7 separate regions of the Mus musculus genome follow, and all the other regions are linked to region 1. Evidence: chromatin contacts called from public ChIA-PET, HiChIP or PLAC-seq and promoter capture Hi-C data. All regions are on one chromosome and are shown on one strand. Each heading gives the region's core, a stretch centred on a gene start, on an enhancer-like site or on the middle of the called end of the contact. The rest is flanking DNA. Distances are from core to core; before and after follow the strand shown.

Region 1 (3,576 bases), core at 733-3,232:
AATCCCCTTTCTAAGTTAGAAGGATACAGACTGGGGGCTCTGAGGAGTAGACAATAAAGGGGTCAGAGTAAAGGGGTCAGAGTGGGGGCTGGGTAGAGAATGGATGAACACCCATTCCCTTCACAGAGCAATGACTCCAAAGTAGACCTGCCCGGACTCCGCAAAGTCTAAGTACTTGGGCAGATTGACCTCAGCGCTGAGTTGGTCCCCCTTCTCCAGCTGGAAGACTCCTCCCAGGTATATGGGCTCATACCAGGGTTTGAGCTCAGCCCCCTCAGGGGTGTCCTTGGGGCAGGGGCTCTTGACGGCAGAGAGGAGGTTGACTTTCTCCTGGTATGAGATAGCAAATCGGCTGACGGTGTGGGTGAGGAGCACGTAGTCGGGGCAGCCTTGTCCCTTGAAGAGAACCTGGGAGTAGACAAGGTACAACCCATCGGCTGGCACCACTAGTTGGTTGTCTTTGAGATCCATGCCGTTGGCCAGGAGGGCGTTGGCGCGCTGGCTCAGCCACTCCAGCTGCTCCTCCACTTGGTGGTTTGCTGAGGGGGGGGGGGAGGATTGAGTCAGTGTCACCCTCTTAGTTCACACTCCACATCCTGAGCCTCAGCAGCTACCCACACTTCACTTCCGGTTCCTGCACCCTCTGTCTTTCCACATCCCATTGGCTATGAGGTCCCGGGTGGCCCCCTGATGCCTTGCTTTTGAGTCACTGCTCTGACTCTCACGTGCTGTCTCTAAGAGCTCTGTCTTTTCTCAGCCTGGCTCGACACCCCTCAACCCGCCCCCCAAAATCATGCCCCTTCATTCTCAAGGCACATGTAAAGAAATCTTACCTACGACGTGGGCTACAGGCTTGTCACTCGAATTTTGAGAAGATGATCCTGGAGGGGAAGAGACAAAGGCAAGGATGAGCCTTTTAGGCTTCCCAGCAAGCATCTATGCACTTAGACCCCTTTCCTCCCAAACCAAAGCTTTAAGTTCTCCCCCCACCCCATCTCATCCCATGCCTAACTGCCCTTCCTCCATCTTAAATTAAGAGAGAGGTGTGGGAACACTTACTGAGTGTGAGGGTCTGGGCCATAGAACTGATGAGAGGGAGGCCATTTGGGAACTTCTGTGTAGGAAAAGGAGGTTAGTTAAGACAGACTCACCCCAAAGGAGAAGCCTCCCGGCTGATTGCCCCGCTTACAGTTCCTCTTTGCCCCACCCCACCCCCCAGCTTTGTGTTTTTCTTCTTCATTCATTCATCTGTCCAACCCACGGCTTCTTTCTGCGGTGCCCTCTGTGCTTGATCTCCCGTTATCTCCCCTTCATCTTCCTCCTTATCTCTCATGCCTCTCTCATTTCTGTCTCTGAGTTTTATCTCTTGCTTATCCCCTCTTCCCCTGGCCACATCTTTCCAGATCTCTCCACGTGTGAACACACTTGTTCGTTCATTCATCTCTCTGTGCATCCGACGAAGGATGTTTAGTCAGCTGGACGCATGGGTCCGAGGTCCTGACTCTGTCCCCTCCACACTCTCCTCCACCTTGCCCTGCCCATTAGCCCACTTCTTTCCCTCACACTGTCCTTCTTGCCCTCCTAACCCGTTTTGCTTGTGAGCGAGAATAAGGGTTGCCCAGACACTCACCTCATCCCTTTGGGGACCGATCACCCCGAAGTTCAGTAGACAGAAGAGCGTGGTGGCCCCTGCCACAAGCAGGAATGAGAAGAGGCTGAGACATAGGCACCGCCTGGAGTTCTGGAAGCCCCCCATCTTTTGGGGGAGTGCCTCTTCTGCCAGTTCCACGTCGCGGATCATGCTTTCTGTGCTCATGGTGTCTTTTCTGGAGGGAGATGTGGCGCCTTGGGCCAGTGAGTGAAAGGGACAGAACCTGCCTGGTTGGCTGCTTGCTTTTCTGGGAGCTATTTCCAAGATGTTCTGGAGTTTCTGTTCTCCCTCCTGGCTAGTCCCTTGCTGTCCTCGCTGAGGGAGCTTCTGCTGGCTGGCTGTGCAGACGGCCGCCTTTATAGCCCTTGGGGAAGAGGGCGGGGAAAAGCTCTCATTCAACCCTCGGAAAACTTCCTTGGTGGAGAAAACCATGATCTCATGTGGAGGAAGCGGTAGTGGCCCTACACCTCTGTCTCGGTTTCTTCTCCATCGCGGGGGCAGAGGGTTTGGAAAGTTGGGGACACCCAGGCATCAAGGAATCTCCTCCCCGTCGTCCCCACCAGGATTCTGTGGCAATCTGGGGCCAATCAGGAGGGTGTGTGTGTGTGTGTGTGTGTGTGTGTGTGTGTGTGTGTGTTGTATAGGACCCTGAGAACTGAAACCCATTTCTTCTCTGTCCTCCAGAGCTAATCATTGTCTGTTTCTTTGTAGAAAGACCATGCCTGTGTCTATTTCCTTTTGATTTCTAAATGGGACATCCATGGGGGAGAACTTAGCATGGGGGGGTGCTTCTGAAAGCTGGGTGCATAAGGGGGGAGACATGATATTGAGGAGGGAAAGCCCCCTGTTTGAGTTCTTGGAGGAAGTGGCTGAAGGCAGAGCAGCTTGAGAGTTGGGAAGTGTGCATGGGCTTTGGGAGGGCTGGTGGGGGGGGTAATGGGATGAGTATGGGGCAGCCCCAGAGGGAATGAACTCAGCCCTGGGAATTCACGGACCTCACAAGCCTTCTCCTTTCACTCTGATCATGAGCTCAGGCTGCTGCTTTGGGTCCCTGCTCCCAAGTGAGTTTTCCACGGAGCCTCTGCCATATCTTGACTGCGGTACATCAACTCAGACATTTAGGTCCCACAGCCCTGCTTCCAGGATTTCTCCCAATCCGTATGACTCCCCGGTCTTCCAAGGATTCCCCTCCCCCACCCTCCCACTCCTAAACACTCTCCCACCCTCCAGTGGAGTCACTTCTCCCCAGAACCCTCATCTCTCTCCACCCTTGGATGGATCTCCCTAGCTCATCCTTTGGGTCTCCTCCGGCAGTTAAGCTGCCTCACTCCCGTGAATCCACCATGTCTCTGGGAGCTGCCTGCTCCTCATGTCTCTTTGCTCTGCCCGGATCCCATGGACCAACTGAGGCCTCTGTCCCCTGCTCCACTCCTTAAAGAGACCAGGAAGTTTCTCCCCCAACGCAAGACAGACACAAGCAGACAGAATCTCAGAGAAAAGAGGTTTATTGGGTTTCACAGATGGTGCAGGGGGTCCCTGTGGATGTCTAGCCAAGCAGTGGCTGGCTTTTAGAGCTTCGTGCTTTCTTCTAGAACCCCTTGGTCACCCACATCTAATTCTCTCGCCATCTCTCTCTTAGATGGGTCCTGTCTGAGGTGAGACACCTTTGTGTCTGGGACCTAGTTGTCATCTGACGGCTTTCTATTTTTCCCCTCTTTCTATTCTCTATAAATAAATAACTTAACTTTTCTCTCCATAAATAGTCAACCTTCCCCTGTTCCCAGCCACCTCTCCCATGTCTGTCCCTCCTTCATGTCCAGGTCTCTGTCCGACCTAGACCCACAAAAACCCTGCTCTGTGCAGGAACTTCTAGGTAGGCTTGAGTCGTCCCCTGAGCATCTGGAGTGGCCCTGGGGAAGATGTAG
Region 2 (3,576 bases), core at 585-3,084, 850 kb before region 1:
AACAAAATAAAATAAGCAAAAAAAAAAGAAAAAAAAAGAAAGAAAGAAAGAAAGAAAAGAAAGAAAGAAAAGAAAGAAAGAAAAGAAAGAAAAGAAAGAAAGAAAGAAAGAAAGAAAGAAAGAAAGAAAAGAAAGAAAAGAAAAGGAAAAGAAAATAACCATCACAGACAGGGAACAATCCTTCTATTCTGAGGGAGAAATAGCCCTTGTATCCTTCTTAATATCTAGTCCTCCCATCCCGCACTTGGGACCTTGTCTAGACTCACTGCCTTCATCAAGACCAGTAGCTTCAAGCTAGATGGAGCAGGATTCCCTAATCCTGAGAGGGAAGAATCAGGGAAAAGCACCTTGCATGCTGTGCTGTTACACTGTTACCTTGCATGCTGTGCTGTTACACTGTTACCTTGCATGCTATGCTGTTACACTGTTACCTTGCATGCTGTGTTGTTTGTTACACTGTTACCTTGCATGCTGTGCTGTTTGTTACACTGTTACCTTGCATGCTGTGCTGTTTGTTACACTGTTACCTTGCATGCTTTGCTGTTTGTTACAGTTACCTTGCATGCTGTGCTGTTACACTGTTGCCTTGCATGCTGTGCTGTTACACTGTTGCCTTGCATGCTGTGCTGTTACACTGTTACCTTGCATGCTGTGCTGTTACACTGTTACCTTGCATGCTGTGCTGTTACACTGTTGCCTTGCATGCTGTGCTGTTACACTGTTGCCTTGCATGCTGTGCTGTTACACTGTTACCTTGCATGCTGTGCTGTTACACTGTTACCTTGCATGCTGTGCTGTTACACCGTTACCTTGCATGCTGTGCTGTTACATTGTTGCCTTGCATGCTGTGCTGTTACACTGTTGCCTTGCATGCTGTGCTGTTACACTGTTGCCTTGCATGCTGTGCTGTTACACCGTTACCTTGCATGCTGTGCTGTTACACCGTTACCTTGCATGCTGTGCTGTTACACTGTTACCTTGCATGCTGTGCTGTTACACTGTTGCCTTGCATGCTGTGCTGTTACACTGTTACCTTGCATGCTGTGCTGTTACACCGTTACCTTGCATGCTGTGCTGTTACATTGTTGCCTTGCATGCTGTGCTGTTACACTGTTGCCTTGCATGCTGTGCTGTTACACTGTTGCCTTGCATGCTGTGCTGTTACGCTCTTACAATGAAGAACAAACATTCTTCTAAATAAGTTTAAAACTGCTCTTCCCAGCTCTTGAAAGTGGATCTGGAGACCCCTCAATAGTGTGAAAGAGAATTTAGGGGATCCCCAAGAAGGACTGAAGAAAGAAGAGCACATAACAGGGGTGTCCAAGGCCCTCCATTACTAGCCATGCTCATTGTACCCACACGCTATATCAGAAAGCTTATTACATTTCTTGGGTGAAGCCTTTGTTTTCCAGTAAAAGAGAAAGAACAAAGAAAAAACACACAGGCACCTTGGCCTGATGTTCTGGTCTTGGACAGGGAACATCCCCTCCTAGACTTGGTTTTCTACTCAGTAGGGTGAAGGTTGAGTATCTGATAGACAGTCATGCTCTGCACTCTGAGGGTCCACAGACTCCGTGTTGTGAGAGAGCTTGGCCCTAGATGGGGAATCATAGAAGTTCAGCAAGCTGAAGGACAGGACAAAGTAGCCATGATTTAGGCCACTGCCAGATGTCAGGTCACCTACCTGCTGGACAGGGCATGGAGCAGGGTCCAGCCTGCGTGCTGGTGTTCTGAAGAGATAAGGGTCAACATTATCACTGTGTCTAGAAGGCTAGATGAATCAGAACAGAGCCCAAAGTCCACCTGCCTTCCTTCTGAGTTTCACTTTTGAGCAGAAGGTAAATGTGCTGCTCTGACTGGAGCCTCATTTTAGACTGACCCTCGGGGACTCAACTCTGCCTACAGATTGACACCATTCAAATCTTCCTTCACGCAAACTGGTGACGCTTCCACTTTCCTTGCCTGCTCCATCACCAGTCACTATGCTCTCCTGTCCTTAGACACCTGCTATGTGAATGAAGGACACACTTGTGACTGGGTGAGACCAACAGCCTCCATTTCACCCTAAAGGAAAGAGCAACAGGTGAGTGGCTTGGAGAGTCTCTCATGAAGGATGGACATGGGAGTGGGGGTGGGGTGGGGAGGAGTCAACTAAGATGAGGAAGTAGGTAGAGTCAGCATCCTGTCAGGAAATGGCTCTTACTTCCTGTTGATCTCCACTGCACATTTTTTAGAGAGTAGTGTTTTGAGACAGACTCCCACTCTATAGCCAATGCCGGCTTCCAACAAATGGCAATCCTCCTGCCTCAGCCTTCTGGGTGCTGAGATTATAGTGAGCTACCACAACAAGCTGAGTTTTTCCTCTTTTTAACATCATTGTCTCTTTAGCTCAGGACTGATTTTTCTTTCCAATCAAAAAACTTCCTTCAGCTCAGGTTGGCCTCAAACCAGACATTGTCTTGCCTCATCCTCTTCAGTATCTGCCTCCTGGTGTATGGAATTTCAATCTCAGGATTCACGAGAGGTAGAGGAAGGACTTCAAGGTCATCCTTGGCTGTGTTGCAAGTTAGAAGCCAACTGGACTAAGTGAGACCTGAGGGGGAGCCTAAGGGATAACGTACAGTGTAACTCCATCGTGAGAGTTCAAATGTGAGTGAGTGAGTCAGCTGTGATCAACAACTGAAAAGAACGGGGCCAGGCCATGATCTGATGATGACAGGTTTGGTGCTAGTTGTCTATTAAGATAGCATAGCCATCAGAAGTCCTAGTTTGCTTGCTATTGCTGTGATAAATATCAAGACCAAAAGCAACCTAGGAAAGAAAGGGTTAATTTCATCTTACAGCTGGCAGACCACTATGAAGGGAAATCAAGGCAGGAACCCAAGCAGTAACCTGGAGGCAGACACTGAGGCAGAGACCATGGAGCAACACTGCTTGCCCTCTGTGACTTGCTCAGCTTGTTTTTTTACATCATGCAAGCCCACCTGCCCAGGGGTGGCACTGCCCGCAGTGGGCTGGGTCCTTTCCCATCAATCGTTAATTAAGAAAAATTCCCCCACAGATTTGCTCATAGGCCAATCTGATGGAGGCAGTTCCTCAGTTAGGATCCCTTTTCTCAGATGACTCTAGCTTCTGTCGAGTTAACAAAACAAAACAAACAAAAACCAATGCAGAAACTGCAAGGCATGGTGGGTAATCACAGCTGTACTTTCTTCTATGTTTGCTCCAGGGAGGATGGTGGATTGCCCACGGTATAGTCTATCTGGCGTGGCTGCCTCCTTCCTCTTCGTCCTGCTGACTATAAAGCACCCAGGTAGGGTCCCTTCCTACCCACCCCATCCCCACTTGCTGTCATGCCCCTCAGTTCTAAAATGCACAGTCTCAAACCCAACCTGACAGTGCAGTACAAAGGGGTGCGGGCTCACACTGGCCTTTCCACCCCTCCCCCACCTCCCCATCCCCTGGCTTTGGAAAGCTTCTTGACTTAGTTGCTCATCTCTTGGGTGCGAGTGACAACTTTAGGCGGCACTGGAAGTCACCTGGAAAGCGCAACTGGAATCCATAGCTGGAGCATGC
Region 3 (3,576 bases), core at 442-2,941, 790 kb after region 1:
AAAAGGCAGGGAAATAATTGGCTGTAGACCACTGTGTTTGCAACTTGGACATTTATTTGGAAGGGGAAAGTGACCAGAGGGTTTTATAGCCATCCTAGAAGGAAAATGAACCAGAAACAGTGGGGGAAAGACTGTTTGACTGTTTGATAGATGGACAGGCTGTTGGATTGCTTCTCTCTCTCTCTCTCTCTCTCTCTCTCTCTCGTGTGTGTGTGTGTGTGTGTGTGTGTGTGTGTGTGTGTGTGTGTTGGTGATGGAGTTGTAGAGTAAGGGAACAGAGTGTAGCATGGCTCTAGTTTGGCATGTTTGTTATGGGCGATCTCCAGAGACAATATATGCAGACAGTATATGCAAGCACAGCTTGGGGAAGAGATGCTGGCTGGAGACATTGGGCACCATCAGCATAGAGGTGGGAGGAGAGGAATAGGTCATCTTCAGAGTGTAGTGTAAGCTGAGAACCTGTGTAGGAAGAGAGGAGAATTTGCAGGCGTCTTACTTCTTGTCTGGGAAGAGGAGTAAGCCAGTTAGAGAAAACCAGGAATGTAAAGGGGAGGGAGGAGAGAAGGCCCAGAGGAAGACGATGGAGGTTGAAGGTAATTGGGTTGGGGGTGGGGGGTGGGCAGGGTCAGGGTGGCATTGAACATTGTGGTGCAGTGGACCCATTGAAGAGATGAGCTTGAAGGCCCCATATAGCGGATAGAGGTGCAGGCATTGGAATAAGGATGTAATTGTCAAGTAATTTGGCTATGGGGTGGAGAGAAGGCTCAGCAATTTAGGAGCACTTGATTCTCTTCCAGGGTTTCTAGCATTCACACCCAGCAGCTCACAACAGCCTATAACTGGTGGTGACGTTCAGATAGCTGTGCGGCTACAGCTCATCTTTATGTTGAAATATTATGTATCAGTAGGTAGTAAGTAATGAGTAGCTGCAACAGCAGGAAAAACACTTGGAACTCAAGATCCCCACAGCCTTGGGTAAAGGGTCGGTCCACCGCACCTGCGACTCCGCAGTGCCACCTGCTGGTCAAGATGCGTCATGGCTGCGCAGAGGAAACCCTGACGTCGCGCGACGTTCGATGGAGCTGGGCTGTGGTGCACCCCTTTAACCCCAGCTTTTCAGGCTGAGACAAGAGGATTGCTGTGAACAGATAGGCTATCCTGGGCTAAATAACAAGACCTTATCTCATACCACAAATAAAAATTATCTTAGAGCTATTGCGTTGCTGCTGTTTTGAAACCGTTTAGCTTCGTTCTTCTACTCGTAGCAGATTTCAATGGTTGGAAAAAGTCATTTATTTATTTATTTATTTATTTATTTATTTATTTATTTATTTATTTATTTATTTATTTATTTGGTTTTATTTTTTGAGACAGGGTTTCTCTGTGTAGCCCTGGCTGTCTTGGAATTCACTCTGTAGACCAGGCTGGCCTCGAACTCAGACACCAACCTGCCTGCCTAGTGCCGAGTGTTAGGATTAAAGGTGTGTGCCACCACGGCCAGCTCGAGATAATTTCTAATACCATCTGACAGTCCATTCTTTGGGTGAAATGGTCCCCCATAGGTTCAAGTGTTTGAACGGTCGGTCCCCAGCTGCTAGCGGTTTTTGGGGAACCTTTAAGAAGGTGGAGCCTTGATAGCGGAAGTCCCACCCAACGGGTGAAGAAGACGGATGTGTTTCGCCCGTGGGCTTGGCTTTGCGTCTAGTCCGGCGTCGCAGACCGGTTTCGCCATGTCTCTTCCTCAAACGGTAAGCCCACGAAAACCTTTTAAAGTCGCTGTTTGTTTGTTTTGGTCAGAAATGTCGGTTATCAAATCTAGAAAAGCGTACAATCGTCAAGCCTTCGCAACTTGAAGCGCCTACTATAGTATTTTTCATTTTAATTTTCTCGGCTCAACTAAGCTTACTTAGTAGATTTATTCATTCATTTCAGGACAGGTTTTCTCTGTGTAGCCCTGACTTTCCTGGAGCTCGATCTGTTGACTAGGCTGGCCTCGAACCCAGATCTATCTGCCTAGGCCTACGGAGTGCTGGAAATAAAGACCTGCACCACCATGCCCGGCCCTCATTAGATTTTAATTTCCCCAGCTTTATTTATTTAGGTGTAAGTGACAAAAATTGCACACGTTTGAAATATATAACGTGGTGTGTTAAAACACATTGTTTAGGGCCGCGGAGGTTGCTTAATCGGTAAAGAGCTTGCTTTGTAGCACAGGACCTCCGAGGTTGATCATCGGAAATCGCTTTAAAAATGTGAGCGTGGTGGCTTGTTATGAAAACCCAGCTGGGAGGAAGACAGGCCGATCCCCGGGACTACTCGGGACTACTCGGTGAACCGCAGTAGCCTAAGTAGTGAGTCTTAGAGGAAAAAAAAATGGAGGCTGTGTTAGGAAAGATACAGTTGTCCTCTGGTCTCCACTCTTCACACCTTATAAAGGGAATGGTGGTAGGCACGGTGTCTCACTCCTTTAATGCCAGCATTCAGGAGGTGGATTTCTGTGAGGTCAGGATGAATGAGCCATGGAAGAGATTAAGCCAGTTACTCAGAGAACTCGATATTGGTTTTTTTTTTTTTTGGAGGGGGGGGGACTGGGGGGGGGGCGGTCTTGCTATGTAGTAGGGTCTGGCCTGGACTCTGTCTGCCTTTGCCTATTGAACGCTAGGATTAAAGGCATTCGCCACCATGTCTGGTTGAAATGAAGTTCTTGATGTGTTAGAAGTCTAATAAGCAGGGCTGGAGAGAGGGCTCAGCAGGTAAGAGCACCGGCTGCTCTTCCAGAGGACCCAGGTTCAGTGTCCAGCACTGGTGGCTGCATGCAGGCAAAAATATTCATACATTGGATCCTGGGTGGTCACAGGAAACATTGTTTAATGAAAGTTGCTAGCCCAGATCACATTCTTGCTGAGTTGAAATTTGGTGCTGGTAGTTCATAGCATGTCCGTACACAGCAGGGAAAATACAGATGGTATTATCCGCCCGAGAAGATTGCTCAGACATGGGTTTAAGCCACTAGAAAGTCTTTAGTAGCTGGCTGGGGGTGACACTGAGTGTCCAGGCTCCCAGTGTCCCCGAGTCTTTCTCTGAGTGAACTTTTTTTTTATTGTTTTTTTTTTATTAGGTATTTTCCTCGTTTACATTTTCAATGCTATCCCAAAGGTCCCCCATACCCCCCCCCCCCGAGTGAACTTTTAAACACCAAAAACCATGTTCTGGGTTGACATACTTGAGTTAACAAGAACAGTTATCCAGAAGCAGACAGCAATGTTAGTACATTTAGACATTTCCCCAGAACTACAGACTTTGATGGATTAAGTCTTTGTTTTCATTTTGTCCGGGGGATACTGTCTTGGTGCTGAGTTTTACATCCTGAATGGCACTTCCATCATGGAGTCACTTGTGCTAAGGTCTCAGAGGCCTACTGAGTGGTTGTTATTGACTATCTTGTTAATAACAAGACTATTAACAGAGGTGGCTAAGAATTGACGGAGAAGTGTAAGGCCTTGAGAGACAAATCACGTGCTGGGGTCCTTGGTTAGTGTGATTACAGAGAGTTTGGTATGTCCTAACTAACTGCTT
Region 4 (3,576 bases), core at 616-3,115, 710 kb after region 1:
AGCGGTTGTGGTATTCTGAAATCAAGACCAGATGAGTTTACTTATGCATGCGAGAGTGGAAGGGGTCTTCTCTAGACACTTCGGGCTGCATCTTCCCCTCCTTTCCCCTAGCCTCAGGCACCTTCTGAATCCAGGTACTTCCAAGGCTCGCTCTCATATGGGGAAACGGGAAGCGAGGATGGAGCATCTTCTTCAGGAGGGCCTCTGGTGCAAAGAGTCTGGAGGGGAACCTAAAAAGGGAGTAAGAGGCTGCAACTATTTGGTTTATCATACACTGGGGACAGAGTTTGGAACGTGTGCACAAAATGTCAGTATAACTCATCAAGAAAATAGCATTTCTGCTATGAAAGTAGCATTTCTGTTGATGCTAAACTGACAACCACTCTACCTAGGGCCCCAAGCTGACCCTGCAGGATAAGCCAACAAGGTAAAAGATGTTAGTGGGATGTGACAATTTAAAAACCTTGGCATACAAATATCTGCGTTTGATGAGCACTGGTTGGTTATGGTGTGAAAAAAATGCCAAACTTTTGGAAATAAGATTGATAATGGCTGTCAAGATGGCTCAGCGGGTAAGAGCAATCCCAGCAACCACAAGGTGGCTCACAACCACCCATGAGCTCTGACAACCCCTTCTGGTGTGTCTGAAGACAACTACGGTGTACTTATGTATAATAATAAATAAATCTCTTAATAAAAAAAAAAAAAAAGAAAAGAAAGCTGGGCGTGGTGGCGCACACCTTTAGTCCCAGCACTCCGCAGAGAGGCAGAGGCAGGAGGATTTCTGAATTCAAGGCCAGCCTGGTCTACAAAGTGAGTTCCAGGACAGTCAGGGCTATACAGAGAAACCCCGTCTCAAAATACCAAAAATAAATAAATAAAAAGAAAACACAAAGATTAATAATGGAGAGCTGGGCATGATTCATACAGATGAGAAAACCCCAAAGTCGCTGCGCTGATCAGTTTCTTAAAATGCTGCAGGTCAACATTCCACAGAGCAAAACAAATTTGCGTCCTAACGCTAGCTTTAAAGCCACCAAGCCTGTTATTACTTCGGTGGTAACCTCTGTCACTACTCTGTAGTCCCATTTTAGGGAGTGGCGTCGAGACAAGCCTTCCTATTCCTCCCTGCCCTGCGGAGAACCTCCAGGGTGGTGAGTACCTGAGGCTAAAGGGCAATCTCAATCCAGAGAGCAGAATGATCTCAAGCATGCTCTGATGGGGAAATGACGTGTGACGAGGTGGAGTAGGACTAGTGTACTTGCTTTTAATTCCATAATCTGGGAGGGAGAGGTAGAAAGCTCAGAAAGTACCTATGAGACCAACCTGGGCTGTCTCCCGAACACCGGGGAAAATCCTTAAAATAGGGTCCTTTGCTAAAAAAAAAACAACAACAACAAAAAAAAACCAAACACGTCCTGGGTGCCACTTCAGGCACCAACGACCTGGTTACAAACTGCCCATTTCCACAGGGGCAACCCCACCATTTAGTTCTTTTGCCTAATGGTAGTCGGGAGACGACGATGATAACCCGTAACCCTGGCTCTGACCCGAACGCTCGGTAGTTAGAAATCGCGCGCCGTAGGGGACGGAGGCTGGTGCAGGGCTGACACGTAGACATGTGGGAAAACCCATGCCCCTTGACTCCTCCTAATGGAAGGAAGATCGAAAGTATAGACACCACGGGGAGGTAGAGAAAACCCCTCCAACGTTTTACCTGAGCTACATAGGAACTTCGTAAGAGTGTAGGAACCAGCTTTAGAAGCGTGTGCCGCAAGGGGGCAGCCATCTTGACGCACACCGGACGTACGGCCTGCCGGAAGAGCGACTGCGCATGCTCGGGACACGCACTAGGGTGGGCCAAGGACACGCCCCGCAATGCGGAAGGCGGCTGCTCACATGTCTAAGGGCGGAAGCGTCAAGGGGCGGGGTCCACAGACGCGAATTTAAACTGCGTCACAATCGAACCAGCCTTCAAAATTGCATTTCTCCCGGACCAGTCACGATGAATCCTAGATTCCATGGTTAGTGTCTAACATGAAAGCAGATTTGATTGCGATTTTAACCAGGGTGCTCCCAGTGCGCATGCGTCGGGCCGTTTCGGCCAACCGAGGGCGACCCCGGGTCGCCGGAGCGGAAGTGGTGGAGGCAGAGGAAAGGGAGGTGCCGGACGCGGCGATCACGCGCTGGCGTAGAGGTGATAGCAAGGAGACGGAAGAGGGGAACCGAGGGAAGGGGGCTTCGGGAAGGTGGAGGAGGGACGTCCAATCCGCGGGCGACCCGGCTCGCACGCTGGCCAATCAGAGTTCGCCTCGCGCACAATGTGTCCCGGCGAGGGCGGTTCTCCATCACGTTAGGGTGCGTTGGGCGGTGGCCGGGTATAAAAGACTCCGCCCGAGCGGGCGGCCGCCATTCTGGGGTTCGTTTAGAGGTAAGTTTGGGTGCTCCGTCGCTTTGGAGGGTAACGTTTTGCCGAGAGCGGGCCGGGGGAACGGGGTGGTTTCGGATTTAATGGGCAGCCACGTTTTTCCCTAATGCGGCTGCGTCCTGCGACAACTTTGAAACGTTTAAAGGCGACCCGTACTGATTACACCTTCCTCCTTTTGTGTTCCTTTTACCCCAGGTTGAATTTTCTCGGAGAAAGACAGGCCGGCCATCAGGAAAACAAACAAGCCTCAGCAACATCTAAACCCTTGAAAGGATCCTGAGAGGGGGGAAAGGGAAATCAGCCACCAGCCCAACCACTCGTGTCTTCTGCCCCTCCCCACCTATCTTGCCCACCCCACCAGCCCACGCTGCTTGGGACTTGAGATCTGTGGCCGAAGGACCGTCACCACATAACTTCAAAAATAATCAACCACCTTCCCTGCCCAAACCTACCCAATCTCACTCATCCAGCATTTCCGTTTTGGAATCCACTCAGACTTTTTTTTTCAACGACCCCCTCTCCCTAAATGGAGTTGGGCGGGGGGGAAATGAAAACTGAGTTGGTCTTTACTTTTTTTAAAAGAGACTTTTTGATCCAATGAGGCCCCACAAGTAACTGAGTTTGGGTCCTGGTTGGTTGCTTTATTTTTTTTCCTCCAAAATTTTACCCCTCCCCCCTGAGCCCGAGGTGCTGACGTCGCAAAAAAATTGGATAGTAAGTGTCGAATTTTCAAAAACCAGCCTTGAACAAGAAATCAACGTTTCCCGTTGTGAAACCAAAAATAATGAGAGGAAGAAATGAGACCATAGAACAAATGTAGAGTACTGGAGAGAAGGACCAATCGGGTCTCTTAAATCTCCATTAAAGGTCCTGTGGGTCTAAACAGTCTTTGTTCTCTCTCCCCTACCACCTGCCTCTTCCCTGCTGTGGAGCAGGCAAGGGAGAGGGTGAAGGGAGGGCCAGCCAGTGAGGATTTTGACGGTTAACCCTTGATAATCCAGCAGATTTCCAGACTGCCAGAGCATAAGCCTTTGCGATAATAAGGAGGAATGGTTACCTTCCTCTGGTTAGCAGTCTTCAAAAGGGTTAATGAGCTCACATACAAAAGATGGTGGATCTTGTGGCCCAGAAGTCCCACTTCTTTGTGT
Region 5 (3,576 bases), core at 380-2,879, 660 kb after region 1:
AAGATCCGCCTCTCACCAGCCAAGAATGGTTACAAAACTCATGAGTCTCCTTTTCTCTTAGAGCATGACCTCCACACACACTGGGTCAGTTCACACAGGGGAGCACCTCAGCTCACACTGGGGAGCACTCACTCCCCTGGCACTGTTATTGGCTCTGCACCTCAGGGATTCCCTTCCATGTTTCCACCTCAGGGAGCTATGTCAGGGCCTATCTGAAAGTTTATAAGTAGTGGCTCTTTTGTACCGCGGCTGTGCTTCCTCCCCACTCCTGCCTTAGTTTCTCCTTAGGTCTTTCCCTACAGCTCTGTGTGGTCTCCTAAGGCGACGTCTCCCGATTTTAACTCGGGTTGACTCAGGGCTCCCTGCTCTCCCAAAGGATATGCGCTGCAGAAAAAATAAAATTTTATACATATGATATCCACTTGTCTGTCCATGACTCTCAAGCCGCAGAACCAATTGTGGGAAGGAAGATGAGACCTAGTTTTTGCGGTGATAGCCGAGCACTCTAAAACGATCGCAAGGCTGGGGCCACACCCCATGGACCCGCCCCATCTCTCAGTCGTCCAGTCCTGTTCCCTCCAAATATTAGTTTCTCCGCGTATAAATCAGGGAACCCACGGGAGACAGAATAACTCTCTGGGAGGAGAGCGAACTCCCAAAGCCATTTTGCCTCAGACCCCAGGGCCTGGCAGCCGCCTTCTCTGCCACGGTAACAAAGACTGGCTAGGGAAAGAAAAAGCGTGGGGAGGAGCGGCGAGAGATGGGAAGGGCGGGTCCGACTCCAAGCAGCTGCCGCTTCCTCCCCATGTCCCTCAGGGGGCCTGAGTCACGGGCCGCCGCCCCGGGTCGGCCAGCTGGAGAAGTGGGTCTGGACACCCCGCTTCTTCGGGGCTGCAAGGAAGGAAGCGGGTGAAGGTCTCTGGAGACAGACAACGGAGAGCGAGGGGATAGCCACAGCAAGAGAGAAGTCCCACCAGAGTCCACGCGGGAAGGAGGGCAGCGAAGCCCCGCCCTTCGCCGGGCTCCTCCCTGCGCCCCCTTCCCTCGCCCCATTGTCCGTAGACAAAGCGGTCGCCGCCCCCGCCTGGCCCCCAGTCTGCGTCTCCGTCCCTCCTCTTAGGCTCCCTCTTCCCTCCTCCTCTGTTTCCCTCCCTCCCTCCGGATCTCCCTTCGCCTCTCTCCTCCTCTTCCTCTCTCCCGACGCCTGACTCCACTGCACCTCCTCCTAGGGACCCCGAGGCGTGTAAGTTGACTATGTGGCTCCCACTTTAAGAGAAGTGCCTCCTGGCTCCAGATCTTCCCTGGAGTGTCTCCCCTTTTGCATAGATTGTCCCTTCAGTTCCCTCTGGTGCACAACCCTTTGGGTCAAGGTCCCCTGAGAGCCGGCTCCCTGGTTGGGGAAGACAGCAGAGGCGTGATGTGGGTCCTCGTCGCGCCCGAGTTCTGGAGCGTATCCGGTGGGGAGGCCGGCGAGATTGTAGGGACTGAACGCGGCTGGACGCCAGGGTTCTGGGAATGTACGGGGCTGCACACTTGCTCGGGTACCAAAAGTCCCCAAGGAGGGTATTTCCCCTGACCCGCCTCGGGGGCGGGAAAGACAGTGGGGTAGGGGCCGGACTGAGGGGCGGGGCCGAGCGCAGCCGGGAAGGCAGCCGGGAGCTGCGGGGGCCCCGTGCGAAGAGGCGCCGGCGCCCTTGCCTGTTTCCCGGTCTCCCCTTCTACCCTGGACCTCTGCCCTCTACATCTGTCCTCACCTCCTCACCTCCTGCCCGATCTCCTCGCCCTTCGCCGTCTGGTTCCCTGTTCTTCCCGTTTATCTCCCCCTGCGTACCGGGGGAGGCAGTCTTGACTGAATCCGCTCACTTCTCAGCCCCGGCTCCTCCGGCTCCTCTCTCTCTCCTGCTTTTCCTCTCTCCCCTTTCTTATATCTTAGGGACGGTCTGGTGCCCACAAACCCCAATCTAGCTCTGCCTCTGCCCGGAATCTCGACTCTTCCTCTCCCACTATCCCCACCCCCAACTTGGCACCCAGCTTTTCTCTTCAGTTTTTCAGTTCCTGACTCTTTTGCTGTCCTTCCTTTCACGGCCTTCCTCTATCTTCATTCTTAATTCCACTGTCCCCTCCTGCCCTTCTTCGTCCCTTCCCGCATCACTTCCTCCCCCAACCCCCATTCTCAGTCTCCGGGCTCCTCTGAAGCTTACCCTTCCTGTTCCTGTCCCCCAATACTCTCTCCTTCACTTCCAGTGACCATGACCGCTATCCCAGATTGGAAGCTACAGTTGCTAGCCCGGCGGAGGCAGGAGGAGGCAGCGGTTCGTGGCCGCGAGAAAGCAGAACGGGATCGCTTGTCCCAGATGCCAGCCTGGAAGAGGGGAATCCTGGAACGACGCAGAGCCAAGTTGGGCCTGCCTCCTGGAGAGGGGAGCCCTGTGCCTGGGAATGCTGAGGCTGGACCTCCAGACCCAGATGAATCTGCTGTCCTTTTGGAGGCTATTGGACCAGTACATCAGAATCGATTCATCCAACAGGAGCGACAGCGGCAGCAGCAACAGCAGCAGCAGCAGAGAAACGAGGTGCTTGGTGATAGGAAGGCTGGGCCTCTGGAGGTTCTAGAAAGGAGATCAAGTCCTGGTAATTTAAGAGATCAGAGTCCTAAGGGAAGAGAGTCCAGAGAAGAGAGGCTAAGTCCCCGGGAGTCCAGAGATAGGAGGCTGGTGATAGGGGGAGCCCAAGAGTCAAGTTCGAGGTCTCTTCGAGACTGGAGGCAGAGCCCAGCAGAGGCCAGAGACCTGAGTTCCAGACCAGCAGAGGCTCAGAAATGGAGGCTGAGCCCTGGAGAAACTCCAGAGGAGAGTCTGAGATTAGCGGGTTCTGGAGATGACAGTCCCAAGAGAAAGGAGGTGTTGGAAAGCATTCTGAGCCCTGGGGAGCCTGGTGACCAGAAGGCCAGCCCGACAGATGTCCATAAATGGAATCTTGACTCAAGAGAACCCCAGAAACAGAGCTTGATACAGCTGGAGGCCACAGAGTGGAGGCTGAAGTCCGGTGAAGAGAGGAAAGACTACTTGGAAGGGTGTGGGAGAGAGGAAGAGAAATTGAGTTCAGGGATTGTTCCGGTGACAAAGGAGGTTCAAGACATCACCTCGAGCGAAGTGGAGACTGCTGAGCAGAGACCCACTGAAAGCTGGAAATGGACCCTAAACTCTGGGAAGGCTCGAGAACGGACGACCTGGGACATAGATACACAAACTCAGAAGCCAGATCCTCCAGCATCTTCAGAGAAGCACCCAGGACCTTCTGGTATGGAGGCTGAAGAGGAGGCTGAGAAGGAGGAGGCGGAGGCTCAGAGCAGGCCTCTGAGAGCCCAGCAGAACCTCTGCTCTGGGCCCTCCCCCCTCCCACCAGAGCACTCTGGGACGGAAGGCTCCAGACAGCAGGAAGAGGAAGCGGCAGAACCCCGGCCCCCAACACCAGCCCCTCTGTCTCCCCCACCCTCGGCCCCAACTGCCCCCCAACCCTCTGGGGATCCCCTCATGAGCCGTCTGTTCTATGGGGTGAAACCAGGACCGGGGGTGG
Region 6 (3,576 bases), core at 305-2,804, 600 kb before region 1:
GCAGGCAGCACCTTTCACACCCTGTCTCGGGATGGGACAGAAGCCTGCAGCTCCCCTCAGCATCGTGTTGGGTCTCACCTGGGATCCTGTGGCTTCTGGCTCCCTCGCCCATAAAGAGGGACGACCTTCTCCCTGCTGATGCCAGCTTTACACACCGGGCATTCTTGCCGGTCTGGCCGGGTCTCCAGCCACTGCAAAGGAAATATGAAGTGTTTTCAAGTACAAAGAGCATCTCGGAGCTCCTTGACCCTCCCTGTTTCCCAGTCCACCTCATGAACACATACCTGGTGAAGACAGGGCCAACTGGATGAAAAACAAACAAAAAGCACACGTCAAACTACAGAAGAGAGCTGCAGACCCCAGAACATGGAAGCCCACCCACCACCTGTCTCCCAGGCACTGCTGCTCTACTGCTCCATTTCTCTCCATATTCCCAACAGCTTCTAGCATACTTGCTAACTTGACTTTTCCAGCTTCTTGCCTTTGATACTTGACATTTAAAGGTACTCACATTGGGTCCTCAACATCCTCCACACATTTGATCCTTTTCTCTCTTCCGGTGTCTCCTCTCTGTCTCTCCCTGTCTGTCTCCCTCTACACACACACACACACACACACACACACCTTCAACCTCCCCCTTTCTGCCTCCGAACTTGACTTCCCAATTCAACAGGTTTCCTTTCAGCCTGAACTCCATTCTTGCTCCTAATCCTCCAGACTCCCATGGTTTTCAGACACCCACATTGTTCCTCTCCTCCTTACTTCAAGCTCAGTAAAACCCCTCTCTCCATGACCCTTCACCCTCTCCATCTTGTCCTTACACAATGCCATTGTCTTCAGGTTTGACAAATCACCCCCTCCCACATCTCATCTTAATATGACCCACATCTAGGTCCATAGTCCCTAGATCTTCCCTCCTCCTCCGACAGGCACATCCCCTAAACTGAAAAGTCTCTCATCTATTTTATCTCAACACCTGGGTAGGTCTAACGGGGTACTGTGGTTCAGGTCTCGAATGGAGGAATATGCAGCGTCCCCCATTTCCCATTCCTCCTCATAACATACCATGCACCAGCTCATAGGACCCTCCCTGGAAAGATATCTCATTTGCACAGATGTGACCCTTCCCGCACCCCCACCCCATCTACATACATCAGCAAAGACACAAGTCCTCACTTTAGGCCTCCCCTACGTGTATGTGGGGAGGTGGGGTGGGACATATGCCCTCTGGTCATCTGAAAAAAACTGCATGGTCCCCGCTCTCGGCCTCCCCAGCACAAAGACGAACCCCGCCGCCTCACCCCAAGCCCCTGACTCGGATTCTCACCAATACAGGTGGCCACACACGCTGACCACAGCTTCGCGAGCTGTCTCCAGACATATATTACATTCGAAGGTCGCGCTCGCCCCGCCCCGCTCGCGATTTGGCCCTTCGGGGCCCCCGTCTTCTTCCTCCGCTGCTGCCATGGCAAGTTCTGCTTCGCCCCCACGTAGCCCTCAGTACCCCCAGGCACACACACATATACACTAACACAGGGCACACACACAGGCACACACACACTCACGCCCCAACAAAGCAGGTCCGCCTTCGGCCCAGGATCGTTGGGCAAACTTCAAGTTTTTCTCATCATTATTGGTCGAGGTACCTGCCAATCATATAGAATTCAAAGGACACGATTGATCCAAAGAGTGGGGGCGGAAAAAGGTGTGTGTGGGGCCCCTACCCTTGCACGATGATGATTGGCTGATAGGGCTTCAGTAACTATGCACTGCCGAGGGATTGGTCATAATGAGCTAGGCCTGTGTTGTCACTCAGCTAAAGAGGCTTTGATTCGTCAGTTCAGCTGCCAGTCATAACCAAAGCTCAGAAGGGATTGGCTCAGGCCTACAGAACTCGCCCACCATAAGCCTCTTTTTTTCCTTCTCTTCCTCTTTCTTAGAAGGTCCGGGTTCCTATTGGACTTTAGAGCGAATGGTTCCAAATCAAATGATTGGCTGGCATGACACGGAAGAATGAGCATGCGCAATAAGCGGGGGGGGGGGGCGTGGAATAGGCCAACCCAGACGAAGGCGGTGTCGACTCCAGTCCCGCCCCTTCACTCGCTCTCTCTCGTCACCATGGCAACCCCTCCGCTATTGGCGGGGCCTTAGGTTCAAAGGCCTCGACTCGGCCTTATCCGGGTCTTTCCGCCCGGACTCTCTCCGCTTGATTGGGCGGTTTACTCCGCCGCTGATTGGCCGAGATCTGGAGAGACGGTGCAGAGCTAAGGGGGGAGGGGGAAGGGCAGAAGTACCAGGGTCGCAGGGTTCAAGATGGCTCCGGCCTCCTTGGGTGACGTAGAGGGAAGACCTTGGGTCCGCCCCTCCCTCTCGGAGAAGCGGGGAGCAGAGCTGGGGTTAGCCCGACGCGTGGATGGTGCGGCCGTCGGTCTGTGGCGCCGGTGTTAACCCCACTCTCTCGGTTGGACGACTTAGCCTCTCTAGGTGATTCTCACAGCAGGACCGAGCCAAAGGCCCACCGTTGTAATGTGACACAGCAGACCACAGTGGACCCCCACTCCGTCCTAAACCTTACAAGCAGAAAAGGACTGGTTCCACCCTCTTGGGAGTGGGCGCCCAAAGGACAGAGGCCGACCCCTAGGTGACCCGCCGTAGAATGGGGTAGATCCGCCCCTTCCTTGTAGTTTGCCCTGCATAGATTTGGATCTTTTTCCTGGCTGGACGGCTGGCAGCTAGGGCCTTTCCAGCACTCAGTGACCCTCACTATGGCCCAAGGCCCAGAATTAGGTAACAGTCCTCGCATTCGCAAGGGCTCTTCACCAAGCCATGTAAATCACCCAGGGCAAAGGTGTCCATGGGCGGGAGACGAGAACACGCTAGCTAAGGATTATTCAATACCTTGATAAAGGACCTGTGTGACTGAGGAATAAAGAAAGGTGAGAAGCTGGGACTCTCTATAGGAGGAGGTACGGAGAAGCGAGGATCTGGAGTATTGAAGAGGTTTAGATGCAGAATAGGCGAATAGGAGGTAGGAACGATGGACTCGTCCAGAGTGTGAAGAGGGAAGTAGGGTTTGGCCAGTTAGATACGCGGCACATCCCACCATTTTATCACCCTTAGGAAGCAGTGTTTTATTGCTCGAATTCCATCGAAAGGACTTAGCTTCTTACAGGTCTCAGCTATAGCCTCAAACTCGGATACTCTTGCCCGAGGCTCTCATGTACTGCTGTTAACAAGCATACACCACCAAAAGCCAGCGGCCAGATCGTGTGTGTGTGTGTGGGGGGGGGGGGAGTGGTTGGCTCAGATTGGGTGAATGAAGAACTAGGAAAGTACTAAGTAGGAAAACAAGGTTGAAAGGGAGAGAAGGTCAGAGGGCTCCTTTATCTTTAAAGACTAAAGGTGGGTGGAGGAGATGGAGACCCGGGACAAAGGGCAAGTGGACAGAAAGCTGGAGAGCTATTCAGGGAAAGCCCGAGGCCTGAGCAGAAAAAGGTGAGCCTACTGCTTGAATTCAGAAGGTACTTCATAAACGTTTGTGATTGAATGGGAGACAGGAAAGGCAGGAGGAAGTGT
Region 7 (3,576 bases), core at 584-3,083, 570 kb before region 1:
CCACTTTCCAATCCAGGCTGTCTGGCTTCGTAGCAGAGCCCAAGAAAACGTGCGAGGGGGGAGGTTAGGACTGACGAAAGGCGACTCCCGCTTCTATCGCTGGACGCCAGGCTTGTGTTAGGCCAGAGTGCCAGGCCGATCACAGCTGAAGAGCCCCTCTTCCCACTCCTGCCTGCCCTCCCGCTCCGGATCAGCGCCTTACAACTCTTCACTTTGAAGTGCGTGTTGTGCCCTTGTCTCCGGAGACGCCGAGAGTCCTCCAGGCCCCTCAAGTGAAGTGCAGCCTGACCCAGTTTCTCTGGCCCTACTTTTATCTCCGCATTCACGACCCACCCTCCCGGACCCACCTTATATGGGCGTGGGGCCCCGTGGGCTTCAAGGACTCACCACAGGATTTCCACCAGTCTTTCAATCCTGAGCGACCCCGACAAACTGCTCCTCAGATCCCTGCGGGCTGCTGGCGACACAAACCCTGCCAGTGCAGGCAGACTTCCTCCCCGCTGCGGGCGCTGGCACCACTCGGCCTACCCGTGACCCCTACGGCGCGCCGGAGTGCCAGGGAATAGCCTTTATCCGTCAGTGCTTTTACTTAGCAATTAAATAAGTTTGCAGGGTTTCTGAGCTTCAAGGCCTGTACTCAGGGACTTTGTTTAATCTGAACTTAATAAAACCAGAAGCGTGTATTGAAGATGGTGTGGGAGGGATGGGTCCAAGGTTCCCTCTGATCCATGCACGGTTGAAAAACCAGAACCACCGGTATGAGGCCGTGGGTAAAAATTTCTCAGACCTGGAACGGGCTCAAGCCAGGGCTTTGGAGACTGCTCTCCAGGACGCCACCAGAGGGGCTTTGTCCTAGAGCAACTGTCTCTGGAGAGAGTTGGAAAATCCTAAAGGGGTGTTTCTGATTCTCCTGCTAGGTTTCTGCAAAAAAGGCTCAACTGGTGTAACCTCTGTAGAGGGCCTATCCTTACCCCACCTCCCCACCCACGCCCTTACAAGACACAAAAAGCAAATAAAAAGAGTGGAAGTCACCGCTGTGTCTTGGGTTGACTCCGGGGGTGGATCTGCGTCTTGGGGCAGGAGGAGGGGGGAGAGAGGGAGTGCTTTAAGGAGAGGTTGTGACTGCTGACTGGACCAAGAACTCTTCAGCCCCCAACAAGCACGCTTTTCCAAACCTGCCTGTCACAAACAAGCAATTAGAGCTTGCTTCCCTCTGATGAAGCATTTCAGCTTCTTATAACCCTAGAGAAAGAAGGTACCTGTGTACCCCCACAGGCGCTTTCTTTTTCTCCTTTTCTTTAGCCACAGTCAGCATCTTACCTCTATTGTCAGGCTGTATATGGGGGAGGGGGGGTCTGAACCTCTTGGTTCCACTCTTTGTACAGTTCTGTCTCACACCTGGAGAAACCTAGAACTATCTTGCAGGATGTTCTGAGGGAAACTGAGGGAGCAACCCCATGGATGAGCAGGGACTGCTTGAACGGGGTCTGGAGATAAGTGTGGTAAATCCATTGAGCTGGCTTCTTCTCACAATATAATCACTACAGCGAGTCTTTGCGGGAGAGGCTCTAGAGATTTCTCCCTCCCTCCCTCCTTCTCTTAGTCCCACCCGCCTTGCCTGGTCTTGCCTCCCGGTTTCCATGACAACTCCAAGGGAGCTAAACTGGGGGCTTGACTGCCAGGGTGAGAGGAGGAAAGAGGTGGTCCAGAAGCAGAGAGAAACCGAGTTTTTCGGGGGGAGACTTCTGAAGCTCTCCCCCATCCCTGCCTCGGTCCCTTTAAGCTCCCCCCCAGCCACCCCCCCCCCCCAACACACACTGTCTTCATCTCTCCATTTCCGCGCTGCTGCTGCTACCGCCGCTGCGCCATCCCGGACTGAGACACTAAGACTCCTGCGCCAGCAGTCAGGGGGCCCTGACTCCAGCTTCAGAGACCCTGTCCCAACGATTGCAAACATGTCGTCAGAAAAGTCAGGTAAAAAAAAAACTATATATATATATATCCCTCCCCCAACCCCCTCTGTCATCTCCTACCTAACCTCCACTTGCCCTAATCCCCTTCTTTGACCCCCTCTGGGATGTTGTGTGGCTCAGTTCCATTCCTTCTCTCCATGCATACCCCACCCCCTCCCCTTTCTATATCCCATCCTTCTCTTCCTTCGGGTCAGTCTGCCTCTGTCCCTTGGTCCCTTGTCAACAACATGGGGGGGGGGTGCAGTTTTGAAATGGAAAGGGAGGCAGAGCCAGGTTCTGCAGGGACATCATCCCTGGGAGTGACAGATGGACAGTCACCGGTTCAGTGGCATGGAGACACCCAGTGGAAAAATAACGGAGACTTAATCAGACTGGGTTGTTGGGAAAGTAATATCTAGAAGACAATTTTTTTTCTTCTTTGAGATGAGATTCCCCTCTGTAGCCCAGGCTGGTCTTGAACTTCCCAGTTCTTCACCCTTCCCCGGCTGCTTCACAAGTACAAGGATTACAGGCATGAACCACTATGCCTAGTCCCAGAAGCTTTGTCATGGACCTTAACGGAGGCCCATGAGATTCCCAGGTAACTCCACCTGAAGCAAAGTGGAAATGTTAAACTGAGCGTGCATGACCCCTGTGACACGACCACATGTGCAGGAAGAGGGGACAGCTGGCTCAGAGACAACCCTGAATGAGGGTTGTGGTTGACAGCAGCGGAGCCTGGGAGGAGCTGTGACAGTTGTGACGGCAAAACTAGATTGGGGCCAGGTGGCCTACATACAACCCCTTCCCTGACCCCAAAATGGGAGATGTCGTCTCGGCTGTATCTCCCTCGCTCTTTCTCCATCTCTTGCTGTCTCATGTCTCTTACCCTTCTGATCTCTGCTGTCTTCTCTCTCCCCTTATCCTCTCCTCGGCTTTTCCATGGCCAGGCCTTCCAGACTCGGTTCCCCACACTTCACCGCCGCCCTACAATGCCCCCCAGCCACCGGCCGAGCCCCCCATCCCGCCCCCACAAACGGCCCCATCCTCACATCACCACCACCACCACCATTACCACCAGTCTGGCACCGCCACCCTCCCGCGCTTAGGAGCAGGTGGCCTGGCCTCTGCTGCGGCCAGTGCTCAACGCGGTCCTTCGTCTTCCGCCACGCTACCGCGGCCCCCCCACCATGCCCCGCCCGGCCCCGCCGCTGGGGCTCCCCCACCCGGCTGTGCTACCTTACCCCGCATGCCACCCGACCCTTATCTGCAGGAGACTCGCTTCGAGGGTCCACTTCCCCCACCACCGCCTGCGGCCGCCGCCCCGCCCCCACCAGCGCCTGCCCCGACGGCCCAAGCCCCGGGCTTCGTGGTTCCCACGCACGCGGGGGCGGTGGGCACGTTGCCGCTGGGGGGCTACGTGGCGCCGGGCTACCCGCTGCAGCTGCAGCCGTGCACTGCTTATGTCCCTGTGTATCCGGTGGGCACGGTGAGTGTGGGGCTGATAAGATCTAGGAGGACAGGGAGGCAGGTGCAACAGGGACACGCGGGAAGCTGGGAGAGAGTGAAACAGAACCAGATCGACCGCCAGCCGTTCTGGTAACAACCCCTAGTCAGAAGAGTA

What was found. Promoter capture Hi-C pulls out the DNA fragments that hold promoters and counts their contacts. ChIA-PET counts read pairs in DNA pulled down with a chosen protein or histone mark. HiChIP or PLAC-seq counts read pairs in DNA pulled down with a chosen protein or histone mark.
Region 2: a contact with region 1 is called in a promoter capture Hi-C map of liver, with 3 times the contacts expected there. The contact joins the promoter of Btnl2 here to the promoter of Tnf in region 1. A contact is called at or near these places in 1 of 39 promoter capture datasets (liver) and 1 of 115 datasets of contacts at active chromatin or transcription factors (bone marrow-derived macrophages).
Region 3: a contact with region 1 is called in an RNA polymerase II ChIA-PET map of memory CD8 T cells, with 7 read pairs. The contact joins the promoter of A930015D03Rik here to the promoter of Tnf in region 1. A contact is called at or near these places in 2 of 115 datasets of contacts at active chromatin or transcription factors (memory CD8 T cells and pancreatic cancer cells).
Region 4: an RNA polymerase II ChIA-PET map of memory CD8 T cells shows a contact between it and region 1, with 14 read pairs. The contact joins the promoter of Mrps18b here to the promoter of Tnf in region 1. A contact is called at or near these places in 2 of 115 datasets of contacts at active chromatin or transcription factors (memory CD8 T cells and pancreatic cancer cells).
Region 5: a contact with region 1 is called in a FOXA1 HiChIP or PLAC-seq map of pancreatic cancer cells. The contact joins the promoter of Ppp1r18 here to the promoter of Tnf in region 1. A contact is called at or near these places in 2 of 39 promoter capture datasets (hippocampal neurons and liver) and 1 of 115 datasets of contacts at active chromatin or transcription factors (pancreatic cancer cells).
Region 6: an HNF4G HiChIP or PLAC-seq map of pancreatic cancer cells shows a contact between it and region 1. The contact joins the promoter of Rnf5 here to the promoter of Tnf in region 1. A contact is called at or near these places in 1 of 39 promoter capture datasets (cranial neural crest), 1 of 484 Hi-C or Micro-C datasets (B cells) and 1 of 115 datasets of contacts at active chromatin or transcription factors (pancreatic cancer cells).
Region 7: a promoter capture Hi-C map of liver shows a contact between it and region 1, with 2.4 times the contacts expected there. The contact joins the promoter of Prrt1 here to the promoter of Tnf in region 1. A contact is called at or near these places in 4 of 39 promoter capture datasets (liver, neutrophils and pre-B cells), 3 of 115 datasets of contacts at active chromatin or transcription factors (bone marrow-derived dendritic cells, bone marrow-derived macrophages and pancreatic cancer cells) and 1 of 9 other capture datasets (pancreatic islet).

Annotation. Positions count from the first base shown.
Region 1 is chr17:35,200,025-35,203,600 of GRCm38.p6, forward strand. It overlaps Tnf (tumor necrosis factor), which reads right to left and starts at 1,983. Exons shown (of 4, transcript NM_013693.3): 1 at 1,631-1,983; 2 at 1,060-1,114; 3 at 834-881; 4 at 1-539. The coding sequence starts at 1,816. The coding sequence ends at 121. Lta (lymphotoxin A) reads right to left here. Exons shown (of 4, transcript NM_010735.2): 4 at 3,141-3,576.
Region 2 is chr17:34,352,988-34,356,563 of GRCm38.p6, forward strand. Btnl2 (butyrophilin-like 2) reads left to right here and starts at 1,835. Exons shown (of 9, transcript NM_079835.2): 1 at 1,835-2,083; 2 at 3,230-3,313. The coding sequence starts at 3,235.
Region 3 is chr17:35,992,813-35,996,388 of GRCm38.p6, forward strand. It overlaps A930015D03Rik (RIKEN cDNA A930015D03 gene), which reads left to right and starts at 1,692. Exons shown (of 2, transcript NR_015618.2): 1 at 1,692-1,748.
Region 4 is chr17:35,914,575-35,918,150 of GRCm38.p6, forward strand. It overlaps Mrps18b (mitochondrial ribosomal protein S18B), which reads right to left and starts at 1,866. Exons shown (of 7, transcript NM_025878.2): 1 at 1,718-1,866; 2 at 122-230; 3 at 1-15. The coding sequence starts at 1,789. Ppp1r10 (protein phosphatase 1, regulatory subunit 10) reads left to right here and starts at 2,622. Exons shown (of 19, transcript NM_001163818.1): 1 at 2,622-3,142. Mir1894 (microRNA 1894) reads left to right here and starts at 3,315; the gene lies at 3,315-3,395.
Region 5 is chr17:35,864,986-35,868,561 of GRCm38.p6, forward strand. It overlaps Ppp1r18 (protein phosphatase 1, regulatory subunit 18), which reads left to right and starts at 1,630. Exons shown (of 3, transcript NM_175242.1): 1 at 1,630-3,576. The coding sequence starts at 2,250. Nrm (nurim (nuclear envelope membrane protein)) reads left to right here. Exons shown (of 4, transcript NM_134122.2): 4 at 1-415.
Region 6 is chr17:34,602,007-34,605,582 of GRCm38.p6, forward strand. Rnf5 (ring finger protein 5) reads right to left here and starts at 1,555. Exons shown (of 6, transcript NM_019403.3): 1 at 1,328-1,555; 2 at 285-303; 3 at 79-191. The coding sequence starts at 1,467. It also overlaps a transcript of Agpat1 not described here.
Region 7 is chr17:34,627,731-34,631,306 of GRCm38.p6, forward strand. It overlaps Prrt1 (proline-rich transmembrane protein 1), which reads left to right and starts at 1,834. Exons shown (of 4, transcript NM_030890.2): 1 at 1,834-1,974; 2 at 2,903-3,441. The coding sequence starts at 1,956. It also overlaps a transcript of Ppt2 not described here.